Regions from separate parts of the Mus musculus genome. Here all the other regions are linked to region 1. Evidence: chromatin contacts called from public promoter capture Hi-C data. All regions are on one chromosome and are shown on one strand. Each heading gives the region's core, a stretch centred on a gene start, on an enhancer-like site or on the middle of the called end of the contact. The rest is flanking DNA. Distances are from core to core; before and after follow the strand shown. Region 1 has its middle 44 kb from the start of Gm33234. Region 2 overlaps Pcsk6 (proprotein convertase subtilisin/kexin type 6). Region 3 overlaps Pcsk6 (proprotein convertase subtilisin/kexin type 6).

Region 1 (3,945 bases), core at 386-2,885:
AGTACCTTTATATGAAATCAGGAGTGTCCTCCTGGGAGGGGACACAGAGATGTTTGACACAGAGGGTTAAAAATACCAAGCTGCTACACAAAAATTGTCATTACATATATACAGATACATATACGTTATATACATATGCATCATATAAACATACATCATATACACATATATCATATACATTATATATACACACATACATATTCATTACATACATATGGATATATGCTACATATACATATGCATACACATGCACAGACACCATATACATATACATATACATACATACACACACACACATACACACTATATACCATAGTATGAATGTGGAGGTGAGAGGGCAGCTTTTGAAACTCAATTCCCATCCTCTCTCATGTGTGTCCCAGGCATGGAACTCATGTTCTCAGGCTTATCAAACAAGTGTCTTTACCTACTCGGCCATCTTGGCCACTCAAAGCTGCAACTTTTGACAATGAAAAATAGAGCTAGGAGAAATTCGGCTCTAAACAGCCTTGGAGAGAGGGAGGTAGGTAAGTGGTTTCCCTCCTATAGCCCGAGAGAGTGACCCTCCTAAAACCTTGACAGCTGGAGCCAAAGTGCTTTGACATTTCTGACACCCAAGCTTCAAGAGGAATCTCTGTGTGTTACTCTAAGCCATGAGTTCATGATGGTTTGTGGATGAGGCTTCCCGTTGTTTCTGGGTGGCTGAGGGAAGAGTCAGTTATGCAGATGTGAGGACATCTGGTGGAATCTGCTGGGCCATCAGGCTGAGAACACCATCCATCCACAACCTTGCTTGTACTTGGTAAGTACTGTATTCATCCCTCTCTGCTCAGACCCTGGTCCCAGCCTACCAGGAAGCCTGCCTGGTGCCTCAGGTCCCACCAGTTGCAGGCACCTTTGCAAGCTTCCCCTTCAGCATCTGCAGACCCAGAACTTCAATTGCTAATCACCTACTCCCAGGCTGCCCACTTTGGTCTCAGCTATGTGGATCCCTTCTGGACCATTCTGTAGCTGGCTATCACTCTGTCCAATGAAGTCTGTATCCATGACAGCATTTTACATACGTGGGTAGCTCTCCTAAGTCTCCCCAATAGATTGTACTTTTATTGTGGTTAATAATTCTATATTAAGTTCCCCTGAGTGATGTTTGTCTCCTGGTCAGATTTAGCCTACTTTGTATGATTCCATGATGAACTTTTAAATTAAATCTGCGTTATTTTCTTATCACAGTCTAGAAAAATCAACAAAACAACATCTAAGCCCTCACTTGTAATGTTGGCCAATATCCCTTCTACTTCCAATTTCCAGCTGTCAACACATCACAGAACATGGATTTAGGAAGAGAGAGATGTCTTGTGGCTACCATTATCTACAGTTTCTATTGATATAACACACAGATACAAGCCCTAAGCATAAATAATTTGGTAAAATTAATTAGGAAGTGTTGGTTCTCATATAGCATACTTAATTGCAAGTTCAAATAATTAATGGTTAACATGCCTGTGTTTAACAACTGGTTCGCAAAAATTCCAGATCACTTAAAAGTTGGCTTTTCTTGAGTACTACAAACCAGCTGCTGGCCAGCCCTGGGACAGAGGCCTTGGGCAACATGCCAAAGGTGCTGAGTACACTTTCTGTCAGGGCTGGCCTCTTCAGGGAGCAAAGGCGGTCTTTTGATGGCCTGCTGGGGTGAACCTGGGTCAGGAGGAGCCTTCACTGACCACATTTGTCGCTCCTGTCTTCCACTGTGACCTTATCTGCCCTCCATCGTGCCTGGTAACACGTGCACTTCTGGACAGCAGCGTCAGTTACCAGGCCCCATGCTTCTTAGAGCAACGAGTGTCTTGGTAGACACTGTTCCCAAGTATGGCTGAGGTGACTGGGATCAGGCAACCATACCTAGGTGTGCAAGCTTCAAAACTCACCTCACTACTCGCTAGCCAAGGGACTCAGAGCCAATCATCCACCGCCCACACATGCCCAATGAATCATGGTTCCAATGAGGGTGGAACAAGGTCATGGAAGCAAGGACAGGGCCCTCTAACTGAAGCAGCCGTGCTGGAGCCAGCGGCATACTCCCTGGGAACCAGCAGCGGGTCCAGATCACAGAATGCTATCAGATAGCCCAGCCTTCCCCCTACAGAAAACAAAACCCAGGCAAGCCACCTGACCTTTCTCTTGCATGTTTCCCAGGGATCAAAGAGCCTCTAACATTAACCCCAGAGGAGCTATTCCCAAATAGAGATAAAAATATTCCCTGTGCCCACTCCTGAAATTTTCTAAGGTATCCTCTGCGAGGGAGTGATCAGTGCCACCAAGGGGCCAGCTGGCTGGAAACAGAGTGGGGAAGCCTGGGTCGAGGTTCCCAGTCTGCTGCCTGCCTGGGGCCTGTGCTGTCCAGGGAATGAAGCTGCACCAAGACTCACAAGCATCATCCAGGCTGCAGCTTGGGTGTGGTCAGTGTGAAGGTAGCCTTAGCCTGGTTCTTCCTCGGCAAGACACTAGGAAGATGGTCCATGAAAGTGATCCCCGAGCATACATGTGAGGCTAACTCAGAGAGATATGGACAGAGACCCTAGAAAGTTATGGCCAGTGCCCCCACCCTCACCCCTGACTCGCTGCCAAGGGGATTCCCATCTTCCACCTAGGACCGTGCTCTCCTGCTCCCTCCAGCCTGGAGCTGGGGCCCATCCTGGGTCCAGTAGTCCAGGCCTTAGCAAACACCACATTGTGGTGCGGGTCCTCAAAGGATCAAGATTTTCCTCTGGTAAATCCAAAGGGGATGTTCTCAGAAGAGACGACCCCAACCCCAGATGGAGATGCCAGCACTGGACCTGCCCTCCCCACCCTGCCTGCTGCCTGTCTCCTGGCTTCATCCAGAATATCAAACAGCAAGTCTGGCTTAGCGGACCTGCAGGAATGGCCAGATTGTGGGATCTTGCTGTCCAGGAAGACTCCTGTCTAGTCAGTCCTTCCTCGTCTCACCTTTTCCCTTATCCCAAGTGTGGCCAAGCCACCAATTCACAGACATGTTAGCCAATGTGCCTTTTCTTCTTGGTCTTGTTAGTGAAAGGTGGATGACAGGTTAAAAGCAAGGTTCCAGCCACCAGAAACGATGGATAGAAAAACACCAACACACTCTGATATACAGACCTGCAGGAATGTGCAGGTGTACACGTGAGCATATAGTTACCCGCCCACAGTTACAGACATTCACACATGTACGTGTGTCAATGTACATTGTGTATGCATACACTGACTGTTGTCCCTCAGTACCTTCTGAGACTGGTTCTAGGATCCCAATCCTTGCAGTGTTCAAGTGTGGCACGTAAAACAATTGTAGTGTTTACATGTAACCTTTGCACGGACCAATACACAGAGTGAATGCCATCTGAAGAGCTGGTTCTTCCAAGGCTGTATATTTAGAGAATAATGAAGAAAAAAACATCTGTACAAGACCAGGCAGTGGTGGCACATGCCTTTAATCTCAGCACTTGGGAGGCAGGGACAGGTGGACTTCTGTGAGTTCAGGACAGCCAGAGCTCATAATAGAGAGACCACGTCTCCAAACCAAACCAAGCACCTGTACACTCACATGTATTTTCAATCTATGATTGCTTGAATCCATGATCACAATATTTGGGTGCAGGGGGGTGGGAGGGAGGGAGGGAGGGAGGGAGAGAGAGAGAGAGAGAGAACGAGCCATTAATGTACAGGGCTTAACAAGGCTCAAATAGACAGACACCTAAACCAAGCACCAGGTATGGCCTTCACAGAACATTCCTTCCAGACAAGGATTCCAGAGAGGTGCCTGGGCATATCACTTTCATCCAGACCAGGAGGTGAGTGTCCCTGGTTTTCAGGCTCCTGGTGGCAGAGAGTAAAGAGGCCTCTGCTCTTTCCCTTGCTATTCTCTTCCTGCTGTGATATTACTCATGCCTGTGG
Region 2 (3,945 bases), core at 475-2,974, 160 kb before region 1:
GCATGTCTATTATATATTCAGATGTGTGTATTTATTTAAAAATGTGTTTGTGGCTATGTATATCTGTATTTATATATATATATGAATGTATTTTACATATGAATATGAATGTGTAGGAATTTGTATATATAGATACATAAACATTCGTGTGTGTGTGTGTGTGTGTGTGTGTGTGTGTGTGTATTTATGCAGGACTCGTGACCAAAGCCCAGCAAACCTTTGATCTTTTTTTTCCCATAACCATCATATGAATAGGCTGCTGGGGCCTGTGCTGACTGCCCTAATCCAGAAGCCCCGGGTCTATGGCTCCCCACTGTAGTATACTTCAAACACAGGCAAATAGCTGCAGTAAATCAGCTGCAAGTTGGGTCTGACCTCAGATGGAGGTTCTGGTTACAGAGGCCTGGGTGGTGATGGGGCTTCTTGGTTCTGGAGAAGAGAGCAGCTCAGCCTTTCCCAGGAGGCTGCTAGCTGGTTGCCCTCTTCCTCCCCTCTCCCCAGGGCTCAACTCAGGGCCACCGGCTCCTCTAGAGCCTCCTTTCCCTCCACCTGGATGGGTCCTGAGTACCCTGCATTCTCGTGGCTGAGGTGTTGGAAGGCTGAGCCCTACTCTCAGCATCTCTGTCCTCAGGCTTGGCACAGAACAGATGTCAGCAGACGACTCTCACACAACCAGAGCCACCATCATCGCTTTGCCCCCACTTCCCACTCCCTGAGAGCCTACCTATCCTCTGAGGAGCTCCGAGGCATGGTGGGAGGTACCACCCAACCTTCTCAAAGCAGCTCCTTAAATGGTCCACATCTTCATCCCCTGGGGCAGGCCTTTGACGGGGACTAGCCCCCACGGTGCTATGCTGGCCCCTTCATCTCTTCAACATCACCACACTGCCATTCTGCCCAGCTCCTCACTGACACAGAGCCACCTCTCTTGTCACACATATCGGCTTCTGTCCTTAAGAGACTTTGTCATGTGTAAGGACCCTTATCTCTTGTTGCTCCATAGTCCTATGTGAGCTCACGCCGGTCCTCTGCAGTGACTCCACTGACTCCTGCTATTGTTTACCTTATCCTAAAGTCACTAACTGCCTCCGGGAAGCCTTCCCAGATCTCCCAGACTCAGTTCTCATTGCACCTATATACATATAGACCAGGGAAAGTGTGAGTCCAGAGGGAGGACTGACAGCTCCTTCCCTTCTGGGCACAACTGTCTTCCTTTTACTCTCTCCCAGCCAGTCCCCATCCCAGGACAGCCGAGAAGCTGGAAACCACTATGCTGTGGAGCTGAGGGACCAACTGGCAGCTGGTGGCCTGGGCAGACGTAGCCTCTGTGCTATCTAAAAGGCACAGCTTCTCCTCCACCCAGGTGGCTGGAGGTTATTCATGGGGAGCACACAGCACAGATGGGAGCACCACAGGGGGAGGATCCGAAGGAGAGCATGCGAACAGTATCTGAGCAGACTCCAAGCAGTGTCTGAGCAGAGTCTTGAGTTTTTATTTTAAGCACAAGCATTTACTCTCATGTTTACTGAGCCCCGTGGGCTGCCAGCTGGAGCTCACCCTGTATTCTTCAAGACAGCGCTACGTGAAGGAATGAAGGAGGAGCGACAGTCTCATCCATCCGTGTCTGATGTGCAGCAGAGCCACTGCAGAGCACCAGCAGCCACCCCAGATGACACTGAGTCTTACAAAGGTCCACCAGCTCTGGGGCCAGAGAGCTGGCTCTGCTCTCGCTCTCAGGGAGTTGCCTAAGTGCATATTTTGGACAGTCTAGGAAAACATCACCCCACCTCCCCAGGCTCGAGCAGCTAAATCTCGCCTGCCTCAAGGGAACAGCTGATAAGCAGCCCTGGGAACGTCCCCCTTCAAGGTCTCCACATGAATGGGGAGTAGATTTGCAGCTTCTGACTGCAGAAACCTCCCTTTATCACTCCCGGAGCCTGCCCTTGGCTGGACACAGATGTCTCCAGCCCTCTTCCTACAGCTGCAGCTTGCTGGCTTCTGGGGCTGCTGGGCTTTCTTGGGGCTGACATCTTCCAAAGGCCTTGGCTTTCTGGAAGAGTCCATGTCTCAGTCATGGTCTCCTGGGTCCAGTTATATAACGCTATTGATCCCAGTTGGCCTGCTTAAGAAAAACACAACTAATTAGAGCCCATAAAAGCCTACACACCAAATTAATTCTGAATTGCTCCGGTGACTTCCTCCTAAAAATGTTATAAATAGAGATGGCCACCGGGCCTATATTTAGCCTGTGCTGGGCTACCTGGTATTTATAATTAAGGAAGTCCAGAGGGACAGAATGGACATTTTGTTGTTTTTTTTTTAAAGCACTTTTTTTACAAACTGCTTCCCATTTCAGTCACATATACACACAGCCACATTCTGTTATTGCAATAATTACAGTCCCACCCGAGTTAAGATGCTGCACGATTTCTCAGTTCTTTCAAATTATGTTCTTCAACACATACACACCCCAAACAGTACAATTAAGCTGGTCAACTTCCTGCAAATCCCTTTAAAAAAAATAACATTAATTTTGATTTTGTAGACTTCATTTTCTTTCCCTTGAGCTGCTGAAGCAAACAGCCTGGTTTCTGATGAGGAAGCCTGACGTACCCACTTGGCCTGGGCTCATACTGCTCATGGCTGCAAACATTCTTTATTTTTGAAGATCTCCTCTCTAAAGATCTTACTAGTTAAAGGGTTCTTAGTGGTTGTGTGAAGTTCATTATTGTTCTTCATTCCTGATCCTAATGCCCCCTGTGTATTCACTTGTTTTGCTTTTATTTGATTTTTTTTTAAAGAAAAACATGCAGCCCTTCCTCTCCTGAGGTCCTCTAACCTAAGTGTCATAAGGACAGGAGCACAGCTTGTGTGGAGAGGGGACAAGAGGAAGGCCTGGGGTAGACCAGGGCAAGGCATGGCAGCTGGAGCTCAGCAATGAGGAAGGCATCCCCGCTGGTAATGGAAAGCCTAGGAAATCCGTAGGCAGAGGCCCCACTCTGGACGTCTACATGTGAGCAGGTCCCCAGGGTGGGGTGGAAACCAGTGAATTCGTCAGATGGGTAAACGGCAGGGGCGCTGACGAGTGTATCAGGACATCAGGAGCAACGGAAGCCAGATCTCCCAGCACTACAGAAGGTCAATCATGCAAGGCAGAACTCTTGAGAACTCTTTCGTTTAGGACTGGAATTAGCCGTCCTTGTAAACTGTTTTCAATGCAGATAGAGAAGTAAGCGCACGTGGGTGGCGTGGTTTGGAAAAGTGTCATCCATAGAAAGGCCCATGTGCTAAAAGCTCGGTCACCAGCTTTGGGGAGATGAAAGAACCATTAAAAGAGGTGGAGCCTAGTGGGGAGAAGTCACTGAAGACAGCCACTGACGGAAGAGTAGGTAGGTCCCAGTGCCTTTCCTCTCGTGCTTCTTGGCTGCCATGAGGCAGGTAGTTTTGCCCCATTATACACTCTCATCAGGACCTACTGCTTGGCCACAGCAGCGGGGCTCCGGGCTGAAACCCCACACATGGTGAGACAAATTAAGGCTTGCCTACTTTTGTCACAGGGTCAGAGCACCATACATGAGGTGTATGTAGACACAGATGCACAGTCCCAACCTGTCCCCCTAGCCTGAGAGCAACAATACTCCAAAGCTACAAAGCCACGAAGAATACAGTGATCTCGCATACAATTTCCCTACTGAAAAGAACAGGGCTCCCGTGGGCCATGGCTGGTTCTGGGACAGGAACAGCAGGAGAACGTGTGGTATCATAGATAGGCAGGAAGCAAGCAAAGGCCCACAGAACTCCAGAGACATTTGAGAAGAATACAGAGGCCAGCTTGAAGGGCACCCACTGACCAAGCTGGGCACAAGATGTTCTAATGAGCTCTGACTAAAACAAGAAACCATGACATGAAAACAAGAAAACAGACACGAGTAAATTGATAATAAA
Region 3 (3,945 bases), core at 375-2,874, 130 kb before region 1:
GGCCAGTGGCAGAAATTTAAGAGTCCCCATGAGGGTCCAAGACTGACAGTGATGGTCCCTTCCTGGCCCAGTTCAGGAGGGGACATGTGTAGCACACCACGGCAGGGCAGCAAATCTGGCTGGACCTCAGCGCACTGCAGGGCCCTGCGGGGTGCGGCTTGTTTGTGCCCAAGCGGCCAAAGGGGAGACAATGAGACTATTTCTTCCCCTCTGCGGTGCCACCATCTCGACACTGGGGGCATTGATGGACTGGTTACTATGGGAACCCAAGGCTGCTGATCCCATCCCACGGAGTGTGAGGCTCCCAACAGCTGATGGCTATTCATCCTGGTTCCCTGCAGGACCAGACAGAGGCCTTGCACCCGTCACTGTCTTCAGAATCCTCAAAGCAGAGGCACTAGTACACCAGGAAGATGCAGGATTCCATGGAATGACGAGATGGGAGGGAGGCATGGCAGGACCCCAGGCACTGCCAGGGCACACAGGGCTCTCAGCTCAGTGTGGAGCTGACCTGACCCAGAAGCAAAGGGCACTGCCACAGGAGGATGTCCTCATGCATATGCACACAGGGCTTAGTGAATTTGAAAAACAAGGGATTAAAATTTAAAAAGCAGTGGGGAGAGATGTTCAATAACATAAGGGCTAGGGCCTGACCTCCTCCAGCCTGGAAGGCTCACAACCTGTACAAGAACTCGCTTAAATGAGCACACATCCATTCTCTGCCCGGGTGAGGCTTCTCAGCCATAGATTCCAAACTGACCTCGGAGGAAAAACAGCCAGGGGACCCACTCCAGACTGACCAGAGAACCCGGAGTCTAAGTGGCAGACAAGCCAGCAGGCCATAAATATCAGAGACGATGACAGTGACAAGGAGTCCAGGAGACAGATATGTTCTCTGGGCTGGGGCACTCAAGGGAGGGCTGCTGACAGCGGAGCCAAGCTGAGAAAGATGAGGGATGGCCAGGATAAGATGAGGTCCACTCTAGGCTGACCAGGGTAATATAAGGAAGCCCGGGGGAAGCATGAGAATGAAGAAAGAGGTTTGGAGGTGTACAGCTGCAACTGGGGTGCAAGGTGATGGGGGGCAGAGACACTGCAGTAGCCTGGTGGCAGGCAAGGGACCTGGGGGGACCTGGCCTGTGCTGCACAGTGGCAGGAGGAACAGGGGAACCTCAGAGCCAGTCAGTTGGCGATGATATGGGGCTGGTTAGAGAACTGCTATAAACAACTGGAGCCAGAGGCAGCTCCCAGGCTTCTAGTTCAGGCACCGGAGTGGGTGGTTCCTGTATGAAACGGGCACACAAGAGGGTGAGTTTTACAGCTAAGTGTGTCCAGGTGATAACGTACAGTTAGTGTCTAGGTGTAGCACCTTAGGGCTGGAGGGGCTAAGTTTAGCTTTTTAAAAAATACATAGAGAGAGATGTTCGTCTCAATGCTATGGAGGAGCCCACTGTCCTAGAGAGGACAACATGCCACAAAGCACAGTGTGTATGTGGTAAGGGAGAGCCAGGTGTGGCTTCATTAGCCAATCAATTGTTTATTTCATCAGGAACAGGAAGGCTTTCAGTGAGAGGGTGACTTGCCCTTGACAGAGAAGCAGGGACAGGGTCACCTGCCAAAGGTGACGAAAGTGGAAAGTCAGCCACTGAGCATGGGTTTGGTCCTGGGTCTGTCAATCAAGGGTTTGTCAGACTCTAATTGAACCAAATACCTCAAGGCCAGCAAGTGACATCTCCTTACCGAGAGCTGGCGTGAGGTCCCCTAAAGTTATGTCCCACAGGCACCCACACAAGAAACATCAGCCAGCGTGAGGACATGCCAGGGCTTCTCCTTACCCAAGGGCACAGCACTGACAGCCAGAAGGAAGACAGGCAGTGGGAACAGACGCACGGAAGTTCTTCTGTGTGCGGGTTCTGGGAGGACTTGGGCTAGGCTGAGGGCTCAAAAATTAGTTTAAACAAAAAAGTCTGTGCAGAGGCTCCAAGGCCCAAACAAGCTTCCCAGGACAGCAGGGGATTGCTAGACATTGAAAAAGAGTCTCTGACCAGCCGCTGTGTGGCCCGCTATGGCCACCCAACATGCAAGGCACACTGAGGTCTCAGTGTCTGCAGGCTCCCTTGTCCCGGGTCTACTGCTGTGTTTCTGATGTGCTCCCGACGCCTGTCCGGGAAACACTTGAACAGTTCCAGAGGGCTGGTCAGCTGGCTAACCGTTCAGGCCTCGTTCCATGTCTGCCTTTGGACACGGCCTGCCTTTGGACACGGCCATTCGAGGTCTTCCCGTTCCACACGCTCTAGCCAGATCAGCTCTGGCCACTGCTCTCCACCTCAGTCCCAGTGAGTCAGAAGGGCAAGCTAGTCATTCAACACCCTGTCCACTTTGACTGTCTGAGTACAGGTGCCCACCGAGACGGTTCGACACAAGACTCAAAATGCCAATCTTGTCTGTGTCCCCAGTGCACATCCAGGACCTCTCCCCGGCCAGCTGTGCATAACAGCAAGACAGCCTCTGACCAAAAAAAGGAGTCCTTAAGAACTATGTCACAAATGATTGGCACTTTGGATTTCCCTTGTCCCCATCGGGCCCTGGTGCCTCAGCTGGAACGAGTTCTAGCTCACTATTCTAACACCTGGTTAAGACCTCAGCTGGTGCTGGGAAGTGGTGGGGCACACCTTTAATTACAGCACTTGAGAGGCAGAGGCAAACGGAGTTTTGAGTTTGAGGTCAGCCTGGTCTACAGAGTGAGTTCCAGGACAGCCAAGGCTATACAGAGAAACCCTGTCTCGAAAACAAAACAAAACAAAACAAACAACAACAAAAAAAAAAACCAGAAGAAAAGAAAAGAAAAAGAAAGAAAGAAAGAAAGAAAGACAGACAGACAGACAGACAGACCTCAGCTGGCTCTTCTTGTGAGAACAAGCTGTCCACAGCGCAACCGTTTCCCTCTGTTAACAAATGGATTCCACAGGCTCACCTGAAATTCTAGGCCAGGGATGGCCTGCTCGACAGCTATTTTAAGGACGACTATTTAGGGCAAGTTCAAAATCATTTAAGGCTCTTAGATCTTTTAGGGCCCTGGCAGCCAGCCTGCTCTTTTATGTGCAAACTTAGAACTAACAAATTAGCTCAATACCCCAGGCAAAGCAAAAACACGAGGGAAGTACAGTGTCAGAGTGCCACCTTCCAGATAAACATCACTTCCAAGAGCTGCAGGTGCCTAGCTGCAGATCAGAGTGCGCGCAGGATTGTGTTTCGTGCAGCCCATAAACAACTTGCCTTGTCTGGGAATCATCAGTATCAAAGGTAACCGAGTACATGTGCTGGAATGAGGGACCTTCTGCCAAGAGAGAGAACGAGGAAGAGAGGAGTGTGTTAAAGGGGACTGGCAATGGCAGGTGGGGTCAGAGTGCTCGGTGCTTGGTGCCCCTCTGTCCAAACAGCCTGTGATCTATGGCCAGGCCTTCTGTTCACTATTTCCTTAACTAGTGGATGATCCCTTCTGGGTAGTTTTAAAGTGGGGGTTGCTTCTTCTTCTTCTTCTTCTTCTTCTTCTTCTTCTTCTTCTAAGATTTTACTTATTTATTTATTTATTTTATGTACGTGAGTACACTGTAGCTGTTCAGATGGTTGTGAGCCTTCATATGGTTGTGGGGAATTGAATTTTTAGGACCTCTGCTCGCTCCTGTCAGATTTGTTATTATACACAAGTACACTGTAGCTTCAGATGCACCAGAAGAGGGCATCGGATCTCATTACGGGTGGTTGTGAGCTACCATGTGGTTGCTGGGATTGGAACTCAGGACCTTTGGAAGAGCAGTCAGTACTCTTACCAAGCCGGGGCTTCTTAACCCAGGCCCAACAGCACTTTGGGTGCCCATAGATGTGTTCCAGGAAATCCAAGAACACTGTGGCAATTAGGTTTTTTCACCCTTTGATATTTTAAAT

Evidence for each region. Promoter capture Hi-C pulls out the DNA fragments that hold promoters and counts their contacts.
Region 2: a promoter capture Hi-C map of liver shows a contact between it and region 1. The contact joins two enhancer-like sites. A contact is called at or near these places in 3 of 39 promoter capture datasets (liver and pre-B cells), 2 of 484 Hi-C or Micro-C datasets (embryonic stem cells and liver) and 2 of 115 datasets of contacts at active chromatin or transcription factors (embryonic stem cells and hepatocytes).
Region 3: a contact with region 1 is called in a promoter capture Hi-C map of liver. The contact joins two enhancer-like sites. A contact is called at or near these places in 2 of 39 promoter capture datasets (hippocampal neurons and liver), 5 of 484 Hi-C or Micro-C datasets (the N1E-115 cell line, Sertoli cells, brown adipocytes and 2 more), 3 of 115 datasets of contacts at active chromatin or transcription factors (embryonic stem cells, forebrain and neural progenitor cells) and 3 of 9 other capture datasets (adipose tissue, liver and pancreatic islet).

The regions. Positions count from the first base shown.
Region 1 is chr7:65,735,516-65,739,460 of GRCm38.p6, reverse strand. No RefSeq gene overlaps it. Among named protein-coding and RNA genes, the nearest start is that of Gm33234, 44 kb to the right of the region's middle. Within about 2 kb of position 1,635, at least 16 of the 459 cell types and tissues checked have an H3K27ac peak or open chromatin away from gene starts, as enhancers often do. A contact at or near this core is called in hepatocytes and liver, where this site is marked.
Region 2 is chr7:65,900,525-65,904,469 of GRCm38.p6, reverse strand. The region is part of intron 1 of Pcsk6 (proprotein convertase subtilisin/kexin type 6); the gene reads right to left. Among named protein-coding and RNA genes, the nearest start is that of Gm51486, 28 kb to the left of the region's middle. Within about 2 kb of position 1,724, at least 75 of the 459 cell types and tissues checked have an H3K27ac peak or open chromatin away from gene starts, as enhancers often do. A contact at or near this core is called in hepatocytes and liver, where this site is marked.
Region 3 is chr7:65,867,665-65,871,609 of GRCm38.p6, reverse strand. All of the region lies in intron 1 of Pcsk6 (proprotein convertase subtilisin/kexin type 6), which reads right to left. Among named protein-coding and RNA genes, the nearest start is that of Pcsk6, 7.5 kb to the right of the region's middle. Within about 2 kb of position 1,624, at least 16 of the 459 cell types and tissues checked have an H3K27ac peak or open chromatin away from gene starts, as enhancers often do. A contact at or near this core is called in liver, where this site is marked.